Linked DNA regions of Mus musculus: regions 1, 2 and 4 are each linked to region 3. A link is a contact called in public HiChIP or PLAC-seq data. All regions are on one chromosome and are shown on one strand. Each heading gives the region's core, a stretch centred on a gene start, on an enhancer-like site or on the middle of the called end of the contact. The rest is flanking DNA. Distances are from core to core; before and after follow the strand shown. Region 1 has its middle 110 kb from the start of 1700044C05Rik. Region 2 overlaps Abcc4 (ATP-binding cassette, sub-family C (CFTR/MRP), member 4). Region 3 has its middle 31 kb from the start of 4933431J24Rik. Region 4 overlaps Abcc4 (ATP-binding cassette, sub-family C (CFTR/MRP), member 4).

What was found. HiChIP or PLAC-seq counts read pairs in DNA pulled down with a chosen protein or histone mark.
Region 1: a contact with region 3 is called in an H3K4me3 HiChIP or PLAC-seq map of stem cell-derived neural progenitor cells, with 4 times the contacts expected there. The contact joins two enhancer-like sites. A contact is called at or near these places in 1 of 484 Hi-C or Micro-C datasets (epidermal suprabasal cells), 14 of 115 datasets of contacts at active chromatin or transcription factors (acute myeloid leukemia, cardiomyocytes, embryonic basal ganglia and 8 more) and 1 of 9 other capture datasets (embryonic stem cells).
Region 2: a contact with region 3 is called in an H3K4me3 HiChIP or PLAC-seq map of embryonic midbrain, with 4 times the contacts expected there. The contact joins two enhancer-like sites. A contact is called at or near these places in 4 of 115 datasets of contacts at active chromatin or transcription factors (astrocytes, embryonic basal ganglia, embryonic midbrain and 1 more).
Region 4: an H3K4me3 HiChIP or PLAC-seq map of bone marrow-derived macrophages shows a contact between it and region 3, with 3 times the contacts expected there. The contact joins two enhancer-like sites. A contact is called at or near these places in 8 of 39 promoter capture datasets (the 3T3-L1 cell line, cranial neural crest, frontonasal cranial neural crest and 5 more), 4 of 484 Hi-C or Micro-C datasets (LSK cells, embryonic fibroblasts, forebrain and 1 more) and 11 of 115 datasets of contacts at active chromatin or transcription factors (T-cell acute lymphoblastic leukemia, acute myeloid leukemia, bone marrow-derived macrophages and 8 more).

Annotation. Positions count from the first base shown.
Region 1 is chr14:118,472,653-118,475,352 of GRCm38.p6, forward strand. No RefSeq gene overlaps it. Among named protein-coding and RNA genes, the nearest start is that of 1700044C05Rik, 110 kb to the left of the region's middle. Within about 2 kb of position 1,274, at least 50 of the 459 cell types and tissues checked have an H3K27ac peak or open chromatin away from gene starts, as enhancers often do. A contact at or near this core is called in embryonic basal ganglia and stem cell-derived neural progenitor cells, where this site is marked.
Region 2 is chr14:118,541,492-118,544,451 of GRCm38.p6, forward strand. All of the region lies in intron 20 of Abcc4 (ATP-binding cassette, sub-family C (CFTR/MRP), member 4), which reads right to left. Among named protein-coding and RNA genes, the nearest start is that of Mir6391, 50 kb to the right of the region's middle. Within about 2 kb of position 1,695, at least 17 of the 459 cell types and tissues checked have an H3K27ac peak or open chromatin away from gene starts, as enhancers often do.
Region 3 is chr14:118,179,036-118,181,782 of GRCm38.p6, forward strand. It overlaps the pseudogene Gm4674. Among named protein-coding and RNA genes, the nearest start is that of 4933431J24Rik, 31 kb to the right of the region's middle. Within about 2 kb of position 1,451, at least 213 of the 459 cell types and tissues checked have an H3K27ac peak or open chromatin away from gene starts, as enhancers often do. A contact at or near this core is called in bone marrow-derived macrophages, embryonic basal ganglia and stem cell-derived neural progenitor cells, where this site is marked.
Region 4 is chr14:118,576,606-118,579,565 of GRCm38.p6, forward strand. The region is part of intron 19 of Abcc4 (ATP-binding cassette, sub-family C (CFTR/MRP), member 4); the gene reads right to left. Among named protein-coding and RNA genes, the nearest start is that of Mir6391, 14 kb to the right of the region's middle. Within about 2 kb of position 1,521, at least 11 of the 459 cell types and tissues checked have an H3K27ac peak or open chromatin away from gene starts, as enhancers often do. A contact at or near this core is called in bone marrow-derived macrophages, where this site is marked.

The sequences.
Region 1 (2,700 bases), core at 24-2,523, 290 kb after region 3:
GCTACAACAGAGAGACTCAAGTAAGGCACATCCCATACTGCATCTGTTCAATTATCATGGTAGTCCTTCAAGTTTCTACAATTTGCTATGATTTTCAACCTCTACACGATTTATTCTTTAACCTACACCAGTTTCTGACTTTTTAAAAGATTTATTTATTTATTTCATATATGTGAGTACACTGTCACTGTCTTCAGACACAACAGAAGAGGGCATGGGATCCCCATTACAGATGGTTGTGAGCTACCATGTGGTTGCTGGAAATTGAACTCAGGACCTCTGGAAGAGCAGTCAGTGCTCTTAACCACTGAGCCATCTCTCCATCCTTCCCCCTCCCCCCCCCCCTCCCCCAGTTTCGGATTCTTGTTTGTCCTCCTTGGATCCATTCTTCATAGTGGCACACTAAAATTGTGTCCCAAAGACAAAACAAAGCAAACAAGCACAACAGAAAGAAAAAAGAAGAAATCGAATCCGGGCTGCAGAAGATGCTAATAGTTGAAGCACTTGTCAGCAAACATAAGAATTGAACTCTGGGTCTCTAGAATCCACAGACATGCTTAGTTGGCACGGCAACCTCCCTGCAATTCCAGCGCAGCAGGAGTGGACAAGAATCCCCAGAGCAAACTGACTGCACAGACTAGCCAGACTGGGGAAATTCTGGGTTTAATTGAGAGACCCCCTACCTCACTGAAAAAGACGGAGAGTAATAATAGATAACAGTATATGTCAGCTTTTGGGCTTCATCTGCACAAAACTCAAGTGTATAAGCGTGTGCGTGCGTGCGCGCGCGCGCACACACACACATGCGCATGCACGTACACAAGGCACCTTTGCAGGCCTGTAGGAAGTGGGGCTGACTATCATCATGAGCACACCTACAAGTCTGATCTCCTTAAACTGTGTCCAAGCTAGTCTCTGCCCACTGCAAGGCACTTATTTCATTCATTCTTTTCATGAGATGCAAAAACATAGTTCTAGAAAAGGCTACGTTCAGACCAGACCAAAAGTTCATACTCAAGCAGCACCAACGTAGCCAGAATCAGGTGTGTCTACAAAGCTGCTTTAGAGGCAGAACGCCCACCGCCCTTGCTGGTGCCACCTTGTCACTTGTGGAAGACACTTTTTAGAGAAGGTAGAAGTCCCTGCTTGGTCCTGGGCCTCCCGTGGGAACGCGCCAGCCATTGCTCTCCTCAAGGGCTGGGGCCGTGCCACCTCCCGGCCCTCAGGGTGCGGAGCCCGGTGCCTGTGATCGCGCGCCAGGGAGCAGGCGGGTTCCCGTGCTGGCCGGCCGAGGGCGGCGCCTGTGATCTGCAGCCAGGGAGCGCGCGGGGCGTCCCCGGAGACCCTGTGATCGCGCGCCAAGCGCATCCCCGACCTAGCGCGCGCGCGCGCGCGCACTGTCTGCCCGGAGCTCCCGCTGAAAGTGTCCCCGGATGAAAGGGAAGGGGAAGCGGGCTCAAGCCGGAGAACTAGGTCTGGTGAGTCCTCTGAAGCCTAGCATCCTGCTCTTTACAAACGAGGCACCCCCAAACCTTCCTTAATGCCCTTTCCGTTGCCTGATGGAAACAGGAGACGCTTGCCCTAAGCAACGAAAAATGCTCTTGGAGATGCTTGTCTCGAAAAGATGCTCTTGGAGATGCAAAGGAGATCGCATCTCTTCTGGTGTCCAGTTAGAGAAAGTTCTGCCTGGCTTGGTATTGTGATTCGCGAGGTGATAATCAAACAGGTGTGAATAGTTTAGCATCAAAGAACCGTTTCTTTCTAGAACGGCTCCCTCTGCTGATTGAAGGAAGACAAAAGCCTCCATTAGCATAGGGTGTGCAAAGCCACCTGTTCAAATAACTCTGCCAAACAGAGCAAACCAGCCTTGGAAAGAAAAGAACCCCAGAGCAGTGCAAATATTCGCAGCAAAGTTGAAGGATTAAGCTGATCACAGTCGCAAGCTGGGAGGAGGAGGTGTTTCCCGTTCGTAATAAAAGCTTGCAAGGGTTATTTTTAGCAGCCTGTTTGATTCCATTAGATGAGGCGATAGCAGCTTTCATGGTCTTGTCAAAATAAAATTATGGGAGAAAAACTTAGTCTGCCCTAACTAATCCGGCAAACGTTTCTGTTTGGAAATTCTGATTTCAGGTCATGGGTGAACAGATAGGGTTCTGCCCAGAAACAATGGTACAGCGCAGGCCAATCTGTGTCTGCGATTGTTGGACCTGTTGCCTCCCATTCCAAGAAAACAAAACCGCGATTTCATCAGCATCGATTTTTAATATTTTTGAAATGTTATTTTACATTTGTTTTGTGTCGCAAGAGAGAAGCGTGGGAAGGAGTGGGAGAGCAGCCGAGAAAGGAGCCAAGAGAAACTTGACTTTGGGGCGAGTGGGTGGGAGATCAAAGGATGAAATGGTGGCAGAGCGGGTGGAGGAGAATCGGAGCCCAGCATTATGGGAACAGCACATTGGCACGAGGGGGAGGGGGGACGAAGAAGGAGGAGGGCGGGCCTGGGTAAGAAGGGTGATTCTAGCAAAGAAGGGGCTAGGACCAGTCTGTGGTCCTAACAAGAAGCCTCCACTCTGGGTCCTGCTGTTTAGAGGACCCCCACCAGCTCTCCTAGGTGCTGGCTGGTTACTCTGGTGAGAAATTTCCGAGAGCCCGAAGAACACACCCATCTAGGCCTTAGTCCTCAGACACTGGCTGTCCGAGTGT
Region 2 (2,960 bases), core at 445-2,944, 360 kb after region 3:
GGGAAGAGGACCCATGTGAAGACTAGACATCATTTCTAGATGTGACTAGAAGACTGGAAATGTGGCTCAGAACACACACAGCTCCCAAGGCCTGGGTGACCTCTCTCAGGGGGTCTGAACCCTGCACCACAAGGTAGAGGCCGTGCCGTCTACTTCTAGGCTGGATTCAGACCCTCAGCGAATCCCCCATCAGGAGCCAGAGAAACGGCTTGGAGGAACAAGTGGGTTGTGAAATTCAGAAACAGGAGAGACTCCAAGACAGGACTGATGATGATGAACCATGATCCAGATGGGATTAGAAAGGCACAGTGTATGTACAAAGCAAAGTGCTCAGGCCAGCGAGACAGCTAATGGGGTGCAGCGTGTGCTGCCGAGCCTGAAAACCTCCATTTCTTCTCCGGAACCTACATGGCAGAAGAGAGAGCTGATTTTCACAAGCATGCTCCTGCACACACACGCAATAAGTGTAGACAAACAACAACGACAACAAAATCCTGGGCTGGAGAGATGGCTCAGTGGTTAAGAGCACTGACTGCTCTTCCAGAGGTCCTGAGTTCAATTCCCAGCACCCACATGGTGGTTCCCAACCATTCATAATGGGATCCGATGCCCTCTTCTGGTGTGTCTGAAGAGAGCCACAGTGTACTCATACATAAATCTTAAAAAAAAAAAAAACATAAAATAGGAAGTGTGCGATTTTAATAAAATTGAAGCAACCAGAACACCAGAACACAGACAAAAATGGATACAAGCAAGAACAGCGAGATAATGGAACTCTAGAAGTCTCCACCACTTTACTCTCTGCCTTAACAACTGTGTAGGATGGCTGACGGTGGGAGAGCCCACAGGGGTGGGGGTGCGGAGGCACAGTGAAGACCTCTATTCTTTGACCACACACACCACCCAGCCATGTTAGCTTATAAAGTTTTGTGCTCCTGTAGAACACCACCAGGCTTGATTTAAAAAACAAAATTGTTCAGTTTTGTTGTTGTTGTTTGTTTTGTTTTTTTTGTTTTTTGTTTTTTTTTTTTTTTTTTTTTGCTCTTTACGTCTTCATTGCCTTCTTGCTAAACTACAACCATTATCGCCAGAGCACACATGCTGGGACAAATTGCCTACAAGCCTGGGAGAATCCCCAGTGACTGTCACCACACTACCAAGTGTGGTGCTAACTCTCTGACTGGCAAAAATCCCAAACTTCTCCTCTTCCAGGAATAGTAGTCAGGGGGCCTCATGAACGATACCAACCGATCACATGGGCTGCCTGGGTTATGTGTTGGTCAATATTGCCAGTACCTGCTATCGTCAGCTCGACTGTCTACGATCAGGGGGCACACCTCAGTCAGGCAGCTGGCACAGTGCTATCTCTGAGGCTGGCATTTCCAGGTGATTAATTATTCCCTCCTTGCAAATGCACCAAATAAAACCTCTTTTGTTGATTTCCAAAAGCATGAAAAACACTCTGATTCGGTTAAAAAATGGATGAGTTTACTTTTAAAGAATGAGATCTTTGAAAACCAGGGTGAGGCAACCTACCTAACACCGTCCTTTGTCTGAGAGGAATTGGAAGGTGGGAGTAGGCCGAGCAAACCATAGAAATCTCAGAATGACGAAGTCATTGTCCTGGGTGCTTTCTACACACTTCCCCTGACATCTCCACACAAAGCCGTGCAAGGGTCAGTGGGACCAGACAAGTCCGGGCAGTTCCACCCCTGGGCTTCTATAAAAGCCAGTGACCCAGCCTATTATCCCCAAGTCCTAGGCTGGCTTTGTTCCCCATATCCAGATGCAGTAGCTTTTGCTCATCCTGCACCCCCAGGAAGAAGGGACTGGGGACGGCTCCTTCGCGTCCTTTGGCTTGGCATTTTCACTTCATAAAGCAGAAGTCAATGTGTCTATGTGCAGGGAGGAGGGGAGGTGCGTTCAGTGGTGGTCTCCACTACTGCCCGCACTGGTGGCTAGAGTAGCCTTAGGATTAGTCCTTTGTGTGCCATGAAAGGGTAGGAAAAGTCAGTTATTTAAGCTCAGTCAAGTTGTTGGCCTGCTTTCTTTTTCTCTTTTTTCTCCCTTTCTCCCTTTCTCCCTTTCTCCCTTTCTTTCTTTCTCTCTCTCTCTCTTTCTTTCTTTCTTTCTTTCTTTCTTTCTTTCTTTCTTTCTTTCTTTCTTTCTCTCTCTCTCTCTCTCTCTCTCTCTCTCTCTCTCTCTTTCTTTCTGATGAGGATGTGAAGTGAAGAAGAATGGCTTTGCAACGAAGCTCTAAATCATTGGCAGCGTTTTGCAGAACGCAGCTGTGTGCAAGTTTGCACACTCAGAAGTACACCCCCCCCCCTCAACCCCACTAAATAATGACAAGTCACTACATTTTCAATTGCTTTGTTCGGAAGTGGGCATGTTAGCTGCCAGAATTCCAGATAAGTGAGACACTTTGCTCGATGCTACTGGGGACCACGGAAGCTTTGGGAATAGTCCAGAGATTACATTAGTATGAAATATTTACTGCTCAATGATCTGTTCTGAAAACAACAGACCCTGATCATGTGGCACAGAATGGGAAATAGCCACTAAAATGATAAGCACTCACAAACCCAACATCTTCCATACAAGCTCACGAGCTGGGACTTGGGTCTGGTCTGTGTCAGACAGTTACCTCAATGGAACACAAGAGAGCAGACGATGATCACTGTTACCAATTTATTTGTCTCGCTTAGAGATAATATTATATTTTAAAAGAAGCATATCCTTTGTTACTTGAATGAGTTTTGCTGGAGTGTCACTGAGGGGAGGGGGTGTGGCTCAGTGGTGGGGCAGGTGCCCAGCTCTGGATTAGATCCCCAGACCTGGGGGGGGCAGTGGGCCGTGTAGGGGACAGGGTCCGGGGGTGTTCAGCCAAAGACCTATCACTCTATCCGCAACTCTATCTGCTTGAGAAAATGAGGTAGAAAGGTTATTTGAGCCCAAGA
Region 3 (2,747 bases), core at 201-2,700:
TCCTTCATAATCAAAGGCGTTGAGATACGCTAGAAGGAGCATGGCCTTGGTTGCAAGGCAGACCTAGTTTCTCTTGACCGTTCCCTCTGTGATCTCTCTAGCAACGGTGTGTGTGTGTCTCACAGAATCCAGTGAGACCTGAGAGATGGGCTCTAATGTCACTAACTCCCAGGACTGCTGTAGGGGTTGTGGACGGCGTTGCCTCCTTGGCTCTGTGCTCAGATATATAGAGCCTAAAGGGTGTACAGAATTGTGAGTGAACCCAAGGTTATTACTAATCTACCATTCATGGAGATAAAATTTAAATGGCCTGAGATGAAATGTTTGTTTTAAATGATCATACATATGTGATTAAAACAGAAGGTAGGTGTGGCTGGAAGGCATTCAAGATTCTGTCTAACTTACACACGACTGAATTCCAACTTACTCCCACACAAAGTAAACTTTTACATCTCTTGCCTAGCCTGTGAGCTTTATAGATCTTTGAAAAGATTAGTGTTTAAGACTTACTCAGAAGCCAGTTTTTTTTAAAAAGTCCCCCCAGGGGCAAGGTAGAGTGAATAAAGTTGGGCTTATTTATTTATTTATTTATTTATTTATTTTTGTTAGTTTTAACATGGAAACTGTCTTCTTCTTGGGTACACCATGCATGTTGTAATTCACATTCGTCATCAGATTCGTGCACTGCGATCAATTTTATTTTATTCTCTAAAGGTGTGGGGCTTTGTGGGCATAAATGACTTTCAATGGTTGTGAAAGTTTCTCTTACCAAGCTTACAGTCCTGTGATACAGGTTTGAACTCTGTCTCTGACAGTTTCTCAGAAGTGTGTATTAGAGAGTAGGTCATGAGGCTAGCCTGAGAACTGGAGACGGACCACATTCCTGCCAGAAAGAATTCAGGTTTTAAGTGCAGAGCAAACATTACAGATTATGACTTCCATTTAGATTTTGTTACTTTCTGAATTATAAACGCCCTTCCCAAGAGCGACATCCCTCTGCCTGCTCTTCAGCTTCTGAGAAGTCATCTCCCAAATCTGCCATTTTTTCATGTTATCCAGTAAGCGGCTTCACGGGACAAAAAAAGTCACTGCTTGCTCTCAACCTGATGTCGCCCCCACCCCCACCCCACCCCACCCCACCCCAGGGTTCTGCTTTAAAGCGGGCGGGCGGGCTTTATTTCCTGCCCTTTGTCTTCTCAAAGCTCCTCCTTGACTCTGTATCACACTGCTGCTTTGGTGTTTCTGATTCTTGATCGCGCTCCACCACCGGCTCAAGCTTCCACTGAGTTTCAACAGCTGCGACATGTCTAAACTGCATTATCTTGCAACTGTTGGCTCCGGTGAGAACGAGAAAGGAGCCAAGTGACTAAAACAAAACATTTCACCGGGTTCCTATGGATACGCCCTGCCACCAGGAAGCGCGCGCTGGGCGGGGCTGACTCCTTCAGCCTCCGATGGCCTCTTCTGCGTGTTGCGTCCTTTGAGCATTCTGTAATGAGTGCCCGGGTAGAACCAGAGAATCTGATGACTGCAGTCACAGCATTAAAGGTGTGCCTTTTCGCCTATAAACCCACTCTTAAATAGGTTATTGTGTTTGAAGTGATTTACTACAATCGTTAAGAGACAAAATATGAATATTGAACAAGCGTTGTGCAAACCAAAGTGGGAAATGGTATACATTATGTAGCAGAGTAATCAGGAAATCACGAATATGCATCCCAATGAGGGTGAAGTCGCAGGGCAGATTGGAAAGACTTTCTTTATTGCAGGTTGAACCTGCGCAGAGCCCAGCACCGGTGATAATGGTGCTTGCGTTCCTTTGCATCTGATTTTTAGGGACCTCCGTGTCACTGTGGCTTCCTCTATGTGTTCAGGTTTTAGTTTTAATATATTTGCTTTGAGTTTGGCTTTGTCTTAGTGAGAAAACGCTGCAAGACACAAGTGTAAGCGTGCTGGATGCCCCTGAGTTACTGGTGGCTGGGGCGGAGCCAGGCAGGGAATAGGCTGTCCTGGAGGGAAGATCAGCTTCTACGTCACTTTAAAGGGAAATGCTTTTAAATCTCCATACACATGGTGGATTTTTTTTTTCTGGGTGTTTTCTATAGTTGGCCTTTTCTATGAGCTCTTCCTGCATAATTTTTTAAAATAAATTTTTGCCCATAATACATATGGGAAATATATGTCCTACTTAGTCACTAGCCGTTCAGTTCTGCATATAGAGGAGAAATGTAAAGTTTTTGTGTTGTCACCTATATGAGTATGTCTTTAGTGTTCTTCAGTACTATAATATTTCAATTATATGTATATTTTACTCACTAATTCCAGGATTTTGTGTTTTCTTTTTACAATTAATTATTTTTTTTAACTAAAAGAGCTGATGATTTTATTTTCACATTTCACATTTCACAATATAAGTGAAAACTGCACTTTTTTGTATTATTTCTCTCTCCAAAAATATTCAGTTAGGAAGGGAAGTTTCCTTTCCATGCATCTAGTAAACACTCAGGCTCAGCACCAAGAGCTCCTGGTGGAACAGAACAAGAAATACAAAACCATCAAGAGCGCTTCTGCTCTTATCTGTCTGGCCGGGTCATGCCAGGCCGGGTGGGCACCATCATAGGGCGGGCAGGAGGTCTTATCATGGGAGGCCCGGGCATCATGGGCATGTGGCCTCCCATGGGTGGTCTCATCCCAGGAGCTGGTCCCACGGTCATCATTCCGGGCGGAGGGGGGGCCCATCATTGACA
Region 4 (2,960 bases), core at 271-2,770, 400 kb after region 3:
AGCACATGGGAATCAGGAGTTCAAAGCAATCATTGGCTACAGAGTTTAAGGCCCATAAGCAAACACAAATTAGCAAGACAAATGAAAAATGCTAAGAGGTGGAATCAAGACTGGAGTGGGTAGAGAGAGCAGACCAGCAGCGTTTCCCTGATCAAATCAGAACACATATAGTCCTTGGCCCTTTAGGGGCAATGTTCTTTCCAACTAAGCCTCACTTCTTTATGACCTTCCATTGAGATACATGGCTACTTCTATTTGCTTTCTGTTGTGATAAAATACTCTGACCAAAGGCAACTTGAGGAGGGAAGGGTTAATTTTGTTATTTTCACATAAAACTTCCCAGTCACAGTCCATCATTTGAGGACAGAAACTCAAGGCAAGAGCCACTAGACGGCTAATCTCTCCCTTGCATCCTGCTACAAGTTTTTTTATACAGCCTAGATGGGTCTGCCTAGGGATGGTGCCGCCCACAGTGGGCTGGACCCTCCCATGTCTATCACCTGTCAAGGCAACTCCTCACAGACTTGACCATAGGCCAATTGGATTGAGGCGATTCTTCAGTTGAGGCTCCCCCTTCCCAGGTAGCTTTAGGTTGGTTGTGTCAAGTTGACAATAACAACTAATCAGGAGAGTCACCTGGCTTTTGTCCAGGTCTAGTGCGTGTCCTCAACAAAGCATAAAGGGTCAAAGGGTCAAAGAACTGAAGACTTCTGAGGCTTCTATTAAGAAAGAGGCTCAAATTGAGGATGAATTAAGTTCTATATCCAATCTCTCCAACTAAATTGTAGGTCACAGAAGGTAGAAGACCTTCCCCAACCCTATTCCTATCAGCGCGTAAATAATGAATTTTAGTAAACACACAAAAGGACTCTTAGGAATGAGGCTGAAGAGGAGAAACTGAAGTCTTACACAGGCCTGCTGCCTCAGATTAACAAATGAGACACCGGCTGTTCACCTGCTAACGGATGGAGCGTTTAGAACTTAGGAATTTGTAATTTTAAAATGGAAACTATTTTCTTACTACTTTTTCTGATGCTATGATAAAACACGCCAGCAAAGGCAACTTCGTCAGTTAAGAACTCACATGTGCTTGCAGTTTGAGGGTTTAGTCCATCAATGTGAGGGAGCCAAGGGGCAGAAGCTCAGAGCAGTGGGTCATACCACATCCACCTTCAGAAGCCATCCCAGTTCAGGATCCCACCCAGTGAACAGGGCTTCCCATACAGGGCGGGTCTTTCCATTTCTATTGATGTAATCAAGATAAACCCCATAGACATGCCCAGTGGTCTGTCTCCAAGGTGGGTTTTGATTCTATCAGCTTGGCAATGAGCACTGATGTGTGGTCGCTTGAATGAGAAATGTCCCCATAGGCTCATGGGCTTAAATATCTGGTCCCTGTTGGTGGTGATGTTTAGGGATGGTCATGGGACCTTTAGAAGAGATGACCCTGATGGGGGAAGTTCATCACTTGGGGTAAGCTTTAAGAGCTGTAACCTTGACCCACTTCCTGTTCTCCGTTTCCTGTGTGCTGTGTGAAGGATCCTGCTGCTTTGGGCTCCTGCCATCTGCCGAGATTTTCACCCCATGACTGTCATGGTGTTTTATCACAGCAACCACAAGTAATACAGCATCAAACATAAAAGAAACGAAAATGCGCTTTCCAAAAGCACAGAAAGTCATAATTAAGTCATGTACTTACGTTTTCTTTTTTTTTTATTTTAATTTTTTTATTAGGTATTTCCTTCATTTACATTTCAAATGCTATCCCAAAAGTCCCCAATACCCTTCCCCCACCCTGTTCCCCTACCCACCCACTCCCACTTCTTAGCCCTGGCATTCCCCTGTACTGGGGCATATAAAGTTTGCTAGACCAAGGGGCCTCTCTTCCCAGTGATGGCCAACTAGACTAGGCCATCTTCTGATACATATGCAGCTAGAGACAAGAGCTCCGGGGTCCTGGTTAGTTCATATTGTTGTTCCTCCATAGGGTTGCAGATACCTTTAGCTCCTTGGGTACTTTCTCTAGCTTCTCCATTGGTGGCCCTGTGATCCATCCAATAGATGACTGCGAGCATTCTGTTCTATTTTGCCAGGCACTGGCAAAGCCTCACAAGAGACAGCTATATCAGGGTCCTTTCAGCAAAGTCTTGCTGGCATATGCAATAGTGCCTGCGTTTGGTGGCCGATTATGGGACGGACCCCCGGGTGGGGTAGTCTCTGGGGTAGTCCATCCTTTCGTCTTAGCTCCAAACTTTGTGTTTTGTGTTGTGCTGTGTTTTATCACAGCAACAAGCAGTACAACATCAAAACATAAAAGAAACGAAAATGCACTTTCCAAAAGCACAAAAAGTAATAATTAAGTCATGTACTTACGTTTTCTAAATAAGAAATTAAAAAAAAATAGCTAATATTAGCTTTCTATCCCATCGTTTACTGCTTATGAAAAACTACAAGGGAAAAAACAGAGACCAAGTTATCTAACTCTGAACACTTGGTTTTTGAGGGTTCACACTCCCAGAGACTGCTTTTCCCCCAAACACGTCGACCTCTCCAGAGCACAGAACAGTGAGGACAAAGCCCTGAGCCTCACCTTCATCTGCGGCTTTAGCAACCTACGGTCTTTAAATGGAACATTCCAGAAACAAATAATTCAAACTTTTAAATGCTTTTAATCATAGTACATTATCATCACTCTTCTGTTCTGTTGTTAGCTATTGTTGCTTATCTCTCTCGGTACATATTCCACAAATTAAACTTTCTTGTAAATATAAAATGAGGGAGTGACCGGCCAGCGAAATGAGTAACGAGATAATTTGTTCTTTCTGAGTAAAGGACAAGGAGCCACACTCTGAACTCTGCCCCAAAGCCTAACTCCATAAGCAAATGAAGGAACTGGGTCTGTCTGTGGGATCCTTCCGCATCTGTACACCGCGACTCTCGGCTGCCATCGCTGTGAGCCT